Linked DNA regions of Gasterosteus aculeatus: region 1 is linked to region 2. Evidence: chromatin contacts called from public Hi-C data. All regions are on one chromosome and are shown on one strand. Each heading gives the region's core, a stretch centred on a gene start, on an enhancer-like site or on the middle of the called end of the contact. The rest is flanking DNA. Distances are from core to core; before and after follow the strand shown.

What was found. A called contact is a pair of places that touch in the nucleus more often than the background predicts.
Region 1: a Hi-C map of skeletal muscle shows a contact between it and region 2, with 6 times the contacts expected there. The contact joins the promoter of ifi35 here to the enhancer-like site in region 2. A contact is called at or near these places in 2 of 6 Hi-C or Micro-C datasets (both in skeletal muscle).

What each region holds. Positions count from the first base shown.
Region 1 is chr11:17,095,501-17,102,806 of fGasAcu3.hap1.1, forward strand. ifi35 (interferon-induced protein 35) reads right to left here and starts at 1,863. Exons shown (of 10, transcript XM_040190323.2): 1 at 1,784-1,863; 2 at 1,444-1,473; 3 at 937-1,017; 4 at 383-541. The coding sequence starts at 1,461. rpl27 (ribosomal protein L27) reads right to left here and starts at 5,810. Exons shown (of 5, transcript XM_040190325.2): 1 at 5,687-5,810; 2 at 5,053-5,135; 3 at 4,732-4,901; 4 at 3,423-3,533; 5 at 3,124-3,207. The coding sequence starts at 5,133. The coding sequence ends at 3,159. It overlaps rundc1 (RUN domain containing 1), which reads right to left. Exons shown (of 5, transcript XM_040190318.2): 5 at 6,273-7,306.
Region 2 is chr11:17,025,804-17,033,146 of fGasAcu3.hap1.1, forward strand. It overlaps ppfia3 (PTPRF interacting protein alpha 3), which reads left to right. Exons shown (of 31, transcript XM_078084133.1): 3 at 2,824-2,925; 4 at 3,024-3,263; 5 at 3,703-3,762; 6 at 3,995-4,123; 7 at 4,198-4,290; 8 at 4,712-4,764; 9 at 4,880-4,973; 10 at 5,076-5,210; 11 at 5,739-5,822; 12 at 6,073-6,204; 13 at 6,400-6,462; 14 at 6,548-6,627; 15 at 6,902-7,070. Among protein-coding and RNA genes, the nearest start is that of LOC120827678, 5.5 kb to the left of the region's middle. Within about 2 kb of position 1,943, at least 2 of the 9 cell types and tissues checked have open chromatin away from gene starts, as enhancers often do.

The DNA.
Region 1 (7,306 bases), core at 613-3,112, 70 kb after region 2:
GGAAAAAACGGATCTTCTCAAGTGAGTTTATGAAAGCGATGCTGATGTGCTGATTCTTTACAAATGATAAATGTCTATGAGAAGGTTTTCGCCTGGTTAAACATATTGTTTTTCTTGTTGTTAGTTTTGGAGTCCAAGTCTTATGATTGTATTAACACACTAAAGTACTTCACTTTAAACCGTTCAGTATCATTTATTCAAATTATTTGAATATGGATGTATTTTCTTTATGAGCGTCACATGTTTTTTCCTTTTCAGCTGATGGAAAAACACCTGGGACAGTTTGACTTTATGATGCGTTGATGTTACACAACCTAAAGCGACACTTTACCTTTTAGCCTGAGCAGATAATAAAACCAACAGGTTCCCCAGAGCGCCGTACCTTCCTATCCTCAATCTGCTGTTCGTAGGAGCGCTGGTCCTTCTCCAGGTCCTGGAGCAGTCTGTCGGAGCGCCGCCTGAACTCGCGGGTCGTCTCCCTCTGCTGCTCCGTGAGGACGCGGAGCTCCTGCTGCTCCTGGATCAGCTGCTCGTGTCTCCTCTGTGGACACAGTTCACCAACGTCTCGTCTCTGCAGCGCTTTAACCGCGTGAACTTCGCCAAGGCGAGGAGGGACGCCAGCGTCTGACACCGAGGGTTGCCGGGTTACCGTTTACAAACGTTTTGGCAATTGCCAACCAATTATTGGGTGTTGACTTCCTACTTAATTATGGTTTAATCACCGAGATTATGTTCATACTACGTGATCAAACCTCCAGCATATGCAGACACCACCGTGAGCTTCTTGATTTGGGATCAGAAGAGGCCATTGGTACAAACCTTGTGTAGGATTATAGCATTTAGATGTAGAGTAACAGCTCTAACGCGGGCGTTTTTTTCTAAATCTTTGCATTGTGTTTTCACATGAAGTACAATCTGCTTTCTTCACTAGTGCACCTTGTAGCGGTCGATCGAGGCCTTGATGTCCTCCAAGCTGTCTTTGGAGGCCGTTTTTTCATCTACCACCAAAGAAAAGTCCTGAAACCCCAGAACACACAATTTAATGAAGAGTAGAAAAAGCAAATGTGCATAATACAAGTGAATGAGGCATCACGAGGCAGAGGGTTTGATTCACAGACGCTTTTTTGTACATGCAAGTAGTATTCAGTGGTGGAAGTACTGTGTTTAAGTATATTTTAGATATACCCGGTCTAAAATCCAGCAATACATATTGTTTTGAAATTGGGCGATTTTGCTAACTAACTTGAGTAATTTTGAAGGTAATACTTTAGTACTTTTACTTTACAAAGTATTTCTACGCGCTGGTACTATTAATGCTTTGCTCCTGTTGTTTCTCAGCAATGAACTTCTTCCGTTTAATAAAAAGAGAAAGTATTGAACAGGAAGAATCCAGATATTTATCTCGTGTGTCTTTAACAACAAGGAAGAACATGAACGTCTCACCTCCTCGTCGTTAAACATGCTGAAAGTAATCTGGAACAAATCAAAACACACCAGTTATTGCTCGCTGTCAGTCACAGTCCTTCTATAAAATGTACTTAACATGTACGTCAATGAGTAAGAAAGGCTTTAAAATGATAAACATTAATATAAACCCGCCACGGGCCTTTCAGGTTAACAAACCGTCTCGCGCCTCAAAAACAGTCTTTAAAGACGCGAGAATAACTTTAAATAGAAACTTTAAATAGACTTATGACCGAGTCGCTGTCATCTTTGAATTAATATGGTGTATTAATCTTTGTCGTGTAGCTCTACATTAATAAACTGTCGGAGAATAATTTACCTGCGGTTCTATCTGTGCCGTGAAGTCTTTTCTCTTTCGGTTTCTTTTCACCAGCGGCCCTGAACGCGTCTCGTCTCTCGCTCCGCCACTAGGGGCGCTGCAGCCTCGCGATGCTGCGTTCGATGGCTGCCGGGAATACTGTCATTTTGCAATTCAATACAATATTTATAGAGTTGTAAAGTTTTATTCTTTTATCTCACTGCGCAACGTCAACTAGTGCGCATGATTAGACTCAATGAAACATTAATACAAATAACCTGCAGCTGTAATAAATGCAAAGCCACTGGTGTAAGAAGTACCGTTTGAAATACAGGAGAAGCAGTCAGGTGTCAAAGTATTCTGTTTCAAGTAGAAGGTCAAAGTTCCAAAGTATTTATCACAATTTACATCAAGTCCCCAAACTAAACACTGTACACACGGGACTTTACAAGATGTACTTTGGGATTATAATCATTCATGTGTTCACTTTAAAGGTGAAGCTCATTTCTACAGCTTCACAGTGCTGGTTTCTAAACATACGAGCTAATGCTGCATTTATTGATCAGTTGATTATTAATTGTGTGAAAGTATTTGTTCCACTACCAATTCCACTACAGTAAAAATCTTCTTAAAAGTACTCCATCTTAAAGTAAAACCACAACGGACGAATGTATGTTAAGTACATGGGGGTCGTGCCGCAGGCGGTACAGAGGATGCGCTGGGAAGCACAAGGTTGGTAGTTCGAGTCCTGGCTTCCCATTGTCAAAGTGTCCCTGAGAGACACCCAACCCCTAATTGCTCCCTGGGCAAAATGTAAAAGCCATGGGTTAAAAGTCTATTATAAGTCGCTTTGGATAAACTAGTCGGCTAAATGACCTGTAATGTACCCAAGTCAAAGTACTCCTTATGCAAACTGTTAACAGAAGAGTTGATCTTACCATAAACTGATAATTTGAAGTACAAGTATTTCGTTTTTTTTACAGTCCAATTAATGGATTTAATTAATTAAATCCAATTAAGTTTTCACATAAACGTTGGGAGTCAACAAAAGATTGAATACACCAGTAAATTACCTCAACAAGGAACGAGTGTACTGCACTTAATGTACAAATACTAACATTAACACGTCGGCCAGTTAAACCAACATTTATTTGAGATCTACTCATTCTGAGTTAAGTTAAGTCAAAACCACATAATGTTTGATCACAACAGTGACTTACGGATCATTTTTTTAAAGCAAACTGAAATATTTTAAGTTGTGTGTTAAACTTTCTAAAAAAAGGAACACATGAGCCTGATCAATAATCCTCCCGACTGGGAGACGTAGTACTTTTAGAAAAATAAACTGACAAACAAACATCCATTTTTAAACATTTATTTGTGAAAGCGGGTGAAGTTAGAATCTGAGCTTCTGGAAGAACCACTTGTTTTTGCCAGTCTTGTACCTGAAAAACAGAAGACACACACAAGTTTAGAACATTTGAGGCAATAAAACGTCACAGAACTGAGCGGAGGAACGTCGATACGAGAGCAGCTGATGTGAAGGACTTTGCTAACCAACATCTCAAACTGTACAGATCACCTATAAAGCCTCAGTTTGCCCTCTGGGTTACTGCACCAGAAGCAACACATTACACACCGAGTAAAAACAAGGACCCACCTCTCCTCAAACTTGATCTTGGTCTCCAGCCTGGCTTTGCGCTTGAGGGCAGGATCCCTGAAGACGTCCTTGTTGACGACAGTTTTGTCCAGAGGAATATCAACAGAGTATCTGAACACAGAACAACAAAGTTATTTAAACCCTCCGCAGAGATGATCTTTCTGCAGTTGGTCAAATAAACAGAGCAGCTGGAGGGAACATTAAAAAGACGAGTTACTTTATAACAGATTGGTAAAACGGATCATTTAAATATAAACAAGTGTTTTTCAGTCATTGCAGATTTCAGAGTAAAAACGGCTTATATTGACATTTCAGACCGACTACAGTTCAAAACAATGATTTGCACGTTTAAGTATTCTTATTCGGTCTTATTCAGCGGGAATAATTAGATCCAGAAAATGTGTAATACGGTAACTGCAATCCTGAAATTAAACCCAAGAGTTTGTCACACCAAAAGCAAATGGAAGAGAAAGCTGAAAGAACTTCTGCATGCGAGTGTAAACTACTTCAGTGTAATCGGATGATTCTTTAAAAACAGTTAATATCTTTTATAAAAGTGAAAAACAGATGTGTTAAACACCGTAGGTCTAAATGCCAGTAAGCAAACATCTACTACAATATTTTCACTCAAGTGTATTTCAGCTCATCTGTCCCCACAGTTAAATGTTTATTAACGTACTGAAGAAGTGAGTAGCCGAGGGGACGAGGTTATACGCGTTTAAACATATGATCCACAGACGAAACAGAAAGATCAGAATTAAATCAGAACAAGCAAGCTTAACTTAAAACCTTTCTGAACCAAATGCACCATGGGATATGGAGTTGAATCATTTTCACACTCAATTGTCTGGAGTATTTTCTAATTTTAAAAAACAATACTGCAACATTTGGGGAGGAACATGTAGTTCATAATTAAAACATGTGATTCTGTGTCACAAACCATCACAATTCGCTACGCTATAAAATATCGTGTTCTACCATCAATGCATCAATCATGTTACACATCGACTAATCTATTACACCGTTAAGTTGACATAGATTGTTTAGTTTCATGAACAAATACCACTTACATTGTACTTATAATGGCTCTTATCTATAAACAAGTTGTGAATTGGCTTATTTGATGAAATTGAGCTGCAGAGTTTGTGTCCCTATGATTGAATGCACTCACTAAGTCCCTTTGGATAAACGCGTCAGCTAAATGACATGTAATGTAATGACATGTAATGTCATTTCTTGGCTGCCAAAACAAGCACCAGAGACAATACGGCGGCCATTCACAGGAAGTAGGAGCAGACAAGCCACCGACCTGGTGGGCATCAGGTGGTTGTAGTTGAACACCTTGACGAAGACCTTGATCTTGGACCTCTTGGCGATCTTCTTCTTGCTCATGGTTGTGATCACCTTGCGGGGATAGCGGTCGATGCCCGCGACCAGAGCGTGGCTGTAAGGACGGTCGGCTGTGCCATCGTCAATATTCTGCGGAGAACAACAACAACAAGTGGCTGTGGGCTTAAGCGACACACCAACCGTCTGGATGAGCAAACGGCGTGTTCACGTCTGTTGAGCGCCCGCGTGATGAAGAGCTGCTCCGCGGAGGCACCGGACACATCGCATCCACGCGTCTTACCTTGACGATGACAGCTTTGCGTCCGGCGTAGCGTCCTGCTAGCACCATCACCACCTTCCCAGGCTTCATGAACTTGCCCATTTCTGAGGAGAAATTAAAGACTTTTGTCAAACCTCCGAGTCGCTGCAGACGACTCGTCGCCTCGCAAGCAACACTGGCGATGTCAACATCGCCGAAACACGCCGCTGAAGTTGTGTGGACACGTTCCCTGCTCGGTGCTGCCGCCTCGGTTAGCCGGCTAAGCTAGCATTAGCATTCGGCTAGGGGAGGGCTAGCAAACCTTTTACAGAGCGAGTTAGAGCGGAGTATGAGTTAATTTCACTCGAACACACACTATTCGCAGGGATTTGACTTGTGTTGAAACTTCACAACACACTTCGCAGTCTTAACGCACACATTCGCCCCCTTTAACAAGACGGTTGTGTTGGAAGCTGCCATGTTGGAATGAGCGCTACGGCGACGAAGCGCTGCAATAAACGATCATTTTCTCCCTTTGTCCATGACAAATATACGAAAATAACAGAATGAGCTCAACTAAGGAATTCGTTGGTGAAGGTGTGGGACGATAAAAACGGTAAAATAGCCCCGATAAGGAGCGATGGTAGGAGATTGTTGGAAGGGAAATTTTACTCACTGATGCTGTTCTACGGACACCGCTAACAGGAAAGGAAGCCGAGAAGGATTTTCTGACCTTTGACACGAGCAATGGACTTACGTCACTTCCGGGTTTAGTTTTAGTTTTTTGCTCGTGTTTTTTTCTTTTGTTAATACATTTATCTAAAATGGAGCAATAAACGCTTGATGGTAGATATTCATATTTGATAAATTTGAAAAATTAATTCCAATTAGATTGAAGAGAAGGTAACGTCACTTTTGGCACTGCATTTAAAAGTAGAAGGGGAATAACTACTCAAATCTTTTACTCTTTTTAACAGTAACACTGCCACAGTGAAAAATACTAAAAGTAACAGTAAAAAAATATTAGCATCATCATACCAAAATTGAGACCGCATATTGTAACATTGGATTATAGTAATTAATGCATAGTGTTCAATAAATAATAACCAATTTTAAATACACCACACAATTAAACCGTTTATATCTCATTCAGGTCTTGTAAATTACCCTAACAAATAGGAATATAAAGGGGGCACGATAAACCATTGTACACAAGTCGGCAGAATGGAGAACTATTTCACTCATTCAAAACAATTGACAAATTTTATTATCAAGGTGCTTTATTTTTTTCCATGTACTGAAAGGAATGAATAGGTATTTTTCATTTAAGGAACACAATAGTTGTCGCGTTGAGGATGTTTGGTCCACCTCGTTCTGCCTGAAATTTGTTTAAATAAAAATTTGTTTTGTTGAAATTTGATAATTTGAAAAATAAACTCACAGCAGTATAGAAGTTTCATTTTTTACAGCTGTAGGTATGATTGAACATGATAAAGGGGAAAATAAACAATTCACATCTTTCAATATATTATTTGTGATTAAATTATAATTTAAATAATCCAGTGTGTTCCTAGCTAGTTCCACAAAGTGTTGACATATTCAATATACTTCATTGATGAGTTAAAACATGCCATTAATAAATAAATGTTAGACACAAAATTACAAGAAAACAGCTGACCAACAAAAATACAAACACAATATGCAGCATATTTACTACACAAAAACTAAATAAACTTTCAATTTACACAGCGACGTAAAATAAATGCTAAAAAGGAGTTTCCAGTTGCACTTCGGTAACAAAGTGCTCGGGTTTCTATCGAGGGAAACCGACGCAGCGATCATCTTTTGTCAGCACGCCTACAATCATTGCGTTGACACATACATGCAGCAGCACTGTCCCGCAAACAGCAGGTCAACACACAAACTAAACCTCAGGTTAATAGCATCTGTGGTTTGAACATTCAGTACTTAAGGATATCATTCGTACAGCTCTTTTGTCTCCGGAAGGTCCAAAAACCAAGTTGTCTGTAACAGGAAACAAAGCCTTTTATATTCTACAATACATACAGGATGTAACCCAGTGCATCATTCTCATCGTACAATGTCACTGCCATTTATTTCGAATCCCAACTACACCTGGAAAAGGAGAAAAGCAGCACTTCATACAGGGTCCGACACACCTGAAACACAACGTGCATCAAGAGAGCCACCGATCTGCTACACGGGATTTATCACCAACAGAAGTCGCAGACACTTCACGATGCTCTCCGGGCCGCGCAGGATCGTCTCACTTACA
Region 2 (7,343 bases), core at 693-3,192:
TTTAGGCCGGTTTGATAAAAAAGTCCCATTTCAGCAATTTTTAGCGCTTATGTGAAACGTCAAATCTCCAATGTTATTTAAAGAGAAGATCGTCGACCTGAAGAATCTCCAAATCTGACCTCAGTAATGCTGCTGATGTGCATCACATCACAGCGCTGAATTATTCACGCGTTAACCTGTCAGCGAGGTTGAATGCTGCAGCCATTGTCCAGGTGAGCTGGGTCCGACTTCTTTCTTCTTCTGCGGTTTTAAACCAACGCGGCCGCTTCCACGGAGCACCAACGGTAAAGTTTATAACTCCTCATGGAAATATCTAAATGTGCTTGTGTGATATTCAACTTTTAACTTGCGTTGGACAAAGAATTTGCGGTATGTGTTTTCTACCTTGAGAAGGACTCTTGCGATGTTCTCTCACCTGAAACCATCACAGCAGTGAAAGAGAAGACAACAATAAGAGAATCGTTTGTTCCTAAATATCCGTACCTCCTAAAACGGAAATCCTCATGTACCAACGCATCAAAATGGTACTTTGCTGTCTTAGAATCGGTTCCTTAATGAGGCTGGCTGGTGAGCCGGTATCCATGGCGACCAACTGTAGTCGTTGGTACCTGTTTCCTCTTTTTAAAGCTGCTTTAAACCCTGTTTTGTCCGGTTTGGGACTCTTTTGGATCCACAGCTCATCAGACTTTTCTAAGTAGGTTCTGTGTGTTGGAAGAACAGATCTGTCAGTAAGTTACCTGACAGTAAGGATCTGTATATCGGCCTCCCTTCCCGTAAGGATTGCAAAGAGAGTCTTTGAGGATTGTGGGGAGACGTTCGGAGCAGTCGTGCTTTTCTTTGCGCTCATCTTCTTTTTCCAAAGCGTGTGACAAGAAAACAACCCCAGAGGGAACACCGGACTCAGCCGACATTAAAGAGCTGCGTTACCTCAGCGATGGAGAGATCGATATGGTCATCATCTGCAGAAACACACACACACACACACACACACACACACACACACACACACACACACACAGGCAGGAGGCAACGAGCTGCACACACAGCAGCTACGTTCTACTGTAGATGAGTTCAGCCAGTTCGTCTCTGTGTGTTCAACGTTGCCAAGAGAGAAAAATCAGGAGAGGGATGGAAGCAGTTACAGCATGGCGCACACACACGCACACACACACACACACACACACACACACACACACACACATGCACACAAAGAGAGAAAAACCTGGTGAAATGAGACTAACAAATCTATTTCACTTGCATATCGCTGCATGCTAATGAGGTGGCTTCTAGTGGCTGTTTTAGACGGTGTATCATGACGGGGACGCGGGGGTTGAGTGGGCGGGGGTTGACATGGGTGAAGGGTGGGGGGGGGGGTTGCAATGAACGAAAAATGACGGTGCCATACGGTGAGAAAGATAGAAGCAGTGCGGTGCCGGTGGAGCAGCTCGCTCCGTCTTCTACTTGAATTAATCCCAGAATTAAGAAATCCTGCAGGCACCAGAAGGAGCCATCTGCACGCGGCAAGTCGTCCCTCCTCACTTCCCTCTCCTCAAACCGGGCTTCCTCCTTTCGCCTCCCCCCCGGGCGTCGAGGGGTACCAACGCTCTGCACATGCTGCACTTCAATGCGTGTGAGAGGAGGCGCTAATGTGGGTAAACTGATCACCGATCCACACTTGGCACTGGAGGTCCTGGTCTCCGGACCTGCCACTGGAGGTCCTGGTCTCCGGACTTGCCACTGGAGGTCCTGGTCTCCGGACCTGCCACTGGAGGTCCTGGTAGTTCTCTAATCTGGTTCTCATGTCCATCTGTGCCACGCATTGTGGGACTGGTCCCAGTCTTGGATCTGGTTTGTGTCGTGTTGATTACCACACTGCCGTGCTTGCATCACTGCGTGTATGTGTGACATGTGTGTGTGTCCCGGGGGGAATGTGTGTGTGTCCTGGTTGTCATGTGTGTGTCCCGGGGGGGAATGTGTGTGTGTGTGTGTCCTGGTTGTCATGTGTGTCATGTGTGCGTCACGGCGCCATCGCACGCGAGCAGAGAGGACAATCAGCGCGCGGTCGAGCACTCGCTGCACACGGCGGCGTGTGTCTGCTCTGATGTGTTGCCATGGATACCACTCAGTCTGACCAAAGTATTTGTCAGCGTAACTATCACGTAGCTTCCCCATCGATTCTACGCGATTGCGTTCAATCGCGGAGAATCGTAACAGTTCCACCCGGGCCGCTGTCTTCTGGAGGTCCCAGACGTCCCAGAGCCGCAGCTCCTCTCGTGCTTCTTTAAACTCCGGGCGGTTTGTTTTAATGGCGAGCAAAGCGCACAGCCAGTCAAGGTTATTGAGCAATTAATCCCATTTCAGGTGCAACACGTGCAATAAAGCTGGTTGTTAGATTTTATACGGAGGCCTGGTCCAGGAGTCCCGCTGGCTGCTGTTTTGTGGTTTATTCCTGTTGGAGAAGTTCCATACACGTTGGTTGAAGCGCGTCGAAAGTCTCTGATTCTGTGGTTAATTGCGCTGTGTGGGATGACGGAAAACACCGGCAGTAAACGTTACAGTCTGCGGTCGCTCTGCTCTTCTGTTTGGAGGCGTGTGTTTATTATTATTTTTTTCTGGATTACCGGCCAAGTGAGAAGAGGAGACCTCCTGCTGAGATATTTTTATTTTTTGGTTTCAAACCTTCTGACTCAGCATTTATCAATCAGACAGGGGAGGAATCCATTAAGGAAGGCCTGTTTTAGGCAAAGTGTGAATATGCAGCACTTCTTAACGGACGCGTGTGTGTGTGTGAGTCGATAGCGGCTTCCTCTTGTGACCCGGCAGGAGTTCGCAGTGCTGACCAAAGAGCTGAACCTCTGCCGGGAACAGCTGCTGGAGAGGGAGGAGGAGATAGCCGAGCTGAAGGCGGAGAGGAACAACACACGGGTCAGCATCACACACACTCAAGTTCTGCTCCGATTCCCCTCGCCGCTTGTCCATTTGTTTTCCCCCTGAACGAACCCCCGAACCGCTCGTGTCTCCAGCTGCTGCTGGAGCATCTGGAGTGCCTGGTGTCCCGCCACGAGCGCAGCCTGAGGATGACCGTGGTGAAGAGGCAGACCCAGTCCCCGGCTGGGGTCTCCAGCGAGGTGGAGGTCCTGAAAGCCCTCAAGTCGCTGTTCGAGCACCACAAAGCTCTGGACGAGAAGGTGAGGGAGCGGCTACGGGTGGCGCTGCAGCGGGTGGCGTCCCTGGAGGAAGAGCTGCAGTCCTCTTCCCAGGAGGTGAGTCCACGTTCCTTCAAGCTTTTTCTGTGCCTCTCTCTGTCAGGGACGCGTCGTGGGAAGGCAGGACTCAAATGCAGATGTCGAAACACAAAAATACTTTAATAGTCATAAACTCCAACACAAAATGGCCAAGGGGCAAAAACGCATACAAGTACCAGGGGGACAAAAGGCAGGCAGGAACTAGAGGCATCCAGGACGATGGACAACGACAAGTGACAAGAGACACACACGGCTTAAATACACTAGGGAGGTGCAGGTGGACACAGGTGGAAACAATCAGACAATCACAAGGGACGACAGGACCAGGCAGGAAGTGAAGTTACCCGGGGAGACAAGAAGCAGAAGCTACAAAATAAGACAGGAAATAAAACCGCACCGTGACACTCTGTCTGGGGTGTGAGTTTCTCCTGATCGGCTCCCCTCCCTGTGGTTCCAGGTCGTGTCCCTAAGGGAGCAGATCAAGCGGCGGCAGCAAGGACTGGACGGCGGCAAAGAGGTACCGGGATGCTTGTCTTAAAGGTGTTAGTCAGTGTTAGTAGACCTGCATGATGCATCGGCGCGAGAAATCTATTTCTGCTTCGACGCCGTTGAGGCTTCCGGAAGCCTCAACGGCCTGTGAGGCCGCGCCGAGATCGCCATCCTCAGCGGCAGCATGTTAGCAGGCCAACCGTACACCCCAATCGGCGTTCTCATCAATTGAAGCGAAAATCTTTTGTCCCTCCGTGCAGCGGCTTCCCAACGGGCCGTCGTCCATCCTGGACGACGGCGACGTGGACCGTCAGCGCGAGGGCGAGATCGAGCGACAGAGGTCGGAGCTGGGTCAGCTCAAAGAGAGACTGGCCCTCATGTGCAGACAGGTAGGCCGACGCGCCGCGCTATTCGCCGAGACGGCAGACGGAGGCGCCTCACGTCTCGCCGCCTCCCCTTCCAGGTCGGGGAGATCGAGGAGCAGCTGACGTCCGCCCGCCGGGAGCTGGCCCGATCGGAGGAGGCCAACCAGAAACTGCAGAGGGACGTGAAGGAGGTGAGATACTCTTTTTGATTCGCTCAAATACGCCCGGTTTGCTATGGCAACAAAAGGCCAGTTACTCCGCGCGCCAGAGCCCCCGTATCCACGGCAACGCGGCCTTCCCGATCAGACAGATTGAAAAGGTGTGAGGGCGTTCTTTTTTCCAACGAGAGGAGGTTGAGTCGACTTTGGCGAAATCTGTTTCTCTGAGTCGTACTGCTGCCCCCCTCCTCGTCGCCCCCCCCCATCTCTCTTTGACCTTTTGCAACGGCATTTAAAAGCTGTCAACAACAACAACAACTACTAACCGCTCATTATCATTCTTCTGCTAATAGCTGCTCCCTTTGATCAACGCCTGTAAACCTTTCTGACTATCTGCTCTCGGTTGCTTTCTAAATGTGCGCATGCTTTGCGGCCTTCAACCCCCCCCCCCCAGGCTCTCTGTCAGAGGGAAGACATGGAGGAGAGAATCACCACGTTGGAGCGCAGGTTTGTGTTTCCCCTCCGCGAACTCTTCCTTGCCTCCTTGCAAAGGAAAAAGCGCTGCGGGCGCCTCACCCACCGCTCCGTCTTGTCTGCCGCCCCGTGTTTTTCCGCTCTGCAGGTACCTGAGTGCCCAGAGGGAGGCGACGTCTCTCCACGACACCAAAGACAAGCTGGAGAACGAGCTGGCCAGCAAAGACTCGCTCTACAGACAGGTGTGGGGGGGGGTCTTCTCTTTTCTTGCCCTCCGCAAAAAACCTGGCGACCCGAGTTTCACCTCCGCTCCCGTCTCTCCTGCTGCCCCCCTCCTCCTGCAGGGCGAGGAGAAGAACCGGCAGCTCCAGGAGCGCCTGGATGACGCCAAGCAGAAGCTGCAGCAGACTCTGCAGAGGGCCGAGACGCTGCCGGAGATCGAGGCGCAGCTCGCCCAGAGAGTGGCAGCCCTCAACAAGGTGTGTGTGTGTGTGTGCGTGCAAACAATCGACCAGCTGTACACAATCAGATGAAAACAGTGCAATCTTCACCTGACAGCAGCCCGTGTGCACACGTGTGTATAAACGCGCGTGTGATCGTGCATAGCCGAAGCGGAACATATCAAACGACGGGTGAACAGCAAACATTTGCATGTAATCCGCTCAGCTATTTGCTCCTCGCTGCGCCTCGACACGCCAGGAACCGCACGCCGCCTCGGATCTCGTTTGATTTGCTCGTGTGTTAAATCTCAAGCATTCCTGCGACTACAATGCTCCCTCGTGCCAAAAAATCCCCCCCCCCCCGGTAGCCGAACCTGTCAAATAGTCTACACTTACTAGTGGCGTGTCGGGGCAGGAGCCCCGTGAGAAGAGCCAGAGTCTCCCGCCACGCTTAGATGTGTACAGGCATGTAGCCGATTGGTCGACCCGGTCAACAAGCCGTTTCCTTTTGTGTTCATTTGTACTGCGCCCCCCTCCCACCTCCTCCATCCCCCCACGATCACTCAGGCGGAGGAGCGACATGGTAACTTTGAGGAGCGACTGCGACAGATGGAGGCGCAACTGGAGGAGAAGAACCAGGAGCTGCAGAGGGTGAGTCACTCTCTTTTCTCTCCCTCTGGTTTCATCCCTCCCCCTCCTTCGTGCCGTTGCCCCTTTTGTCAGCCTCCACAAAGGCGTGCTAATTTTCTAAACCCTGTATTTGGTCGTTTCCATTCAGATACAAATCTTTGTGCGTCGTCCTCAGTCGAGCAGAATGCTTGTTACTGTAACGCCCACCTTCGTTTCTTTCTTGTCATTCGCTCTCACCCGTCTCTCAACCCTTCCGCGCCCATCACCTCAGGCGAGGCAGCGGGAGAGGATGAACGACGAACACAACAAGCGCCTCTCCGACACGGTGGACAAGCTGCTGTCTGAGTCCAACGAGAGGCTGCAGCTGCACCTGAAGGAGAGGATGGCGGCCCTGGAGGAGAAGGTGGGAGCAGGCGTCTCGTCAAACCGCCATCTGTCTCAGTCCCCCAAATGCTAGACCCTACACATGTGTCCCTCGTGTACCCAAACTCACCCGTACAAATACCCTGAGATTGGTGTAGAATGCTGTACTTAAACGTACAGAACAAACACATGAAGACCAGCTTCACCGCGATAAAGCGTCTGCTTCTTCCTGCAGAATGCGCTGTCGGAGGAACTGTCCAACATGAAGAAACTCCAGGATGATCTGTTGGCGAACAAGGTCCCTCCGAGTCAAACCTCTTGCAGACATGCAGCCTTTTTCCTTTCCCCTTTTTCTCTAACCTCCCCCTTCCCCCCCACTCCAGGACCAGCTGATCGCAGAGCTGGAGCGCCTTCAGCTGGAGTTGGATCAGCTGAGAGCGAGGCCCGGTGGCTCTTATTCCAGGTTAGTCAGCATTTCCCGATCGCACGCATCCGTTGACTCGGTGCCCAAACAAACAAACACGATCCAATTAGCACTTTTCTCATCTGCAAGTCCCGACACCTACGGCCCGTTGGTGCGGGTACGCTGCACCTTTACTCCACATACAAGTCTATACGTACCCTTTTATCCGGGAGGCCCCTTGTTTTTGTTTAGCCGGCTCCGTTGTGTTTTTTTTCCGTGTTGCACCGCCTCTCCATCGCCGTCTCACCTCGCACCGTGTTTCTTGCCTCTCCAGTCGCTCTCTGCCGGGGAGCGCTCTGGAGCTGAGGTATTCCCACGGGAATGGCTCGCTACCGACCGGCTCGACCACTCACCTGGACACCTTCGGTAACGCGTCCGCCGGGGGCGTGGTCAGGCGGAGTCACCGGGCCCGTTGGAGCTCGGCCAGAGAGGACTCCAGCAAGGTGAGACGCCGCTGTAACGTGACTACGAGCCCAAGCGGAGGCCGATTGAATCATCATCATCTACTTTATACCTCTTGGAAGCATCGGCTGCTTTTCTATTAAACAAACACTGGTTGAATATGGAAGAATATCTAATACTTTAATATCAGGAAGTGGAAAAATACGTGTCCCCTTTGGATTGTGAAGTCCCAGTTTTGTTGTTTGTCTGACTTAAAATCCTTTCATCCTGATCCTCTCTGACAAAAATACCAAAAATGAAACAAAACATAACGT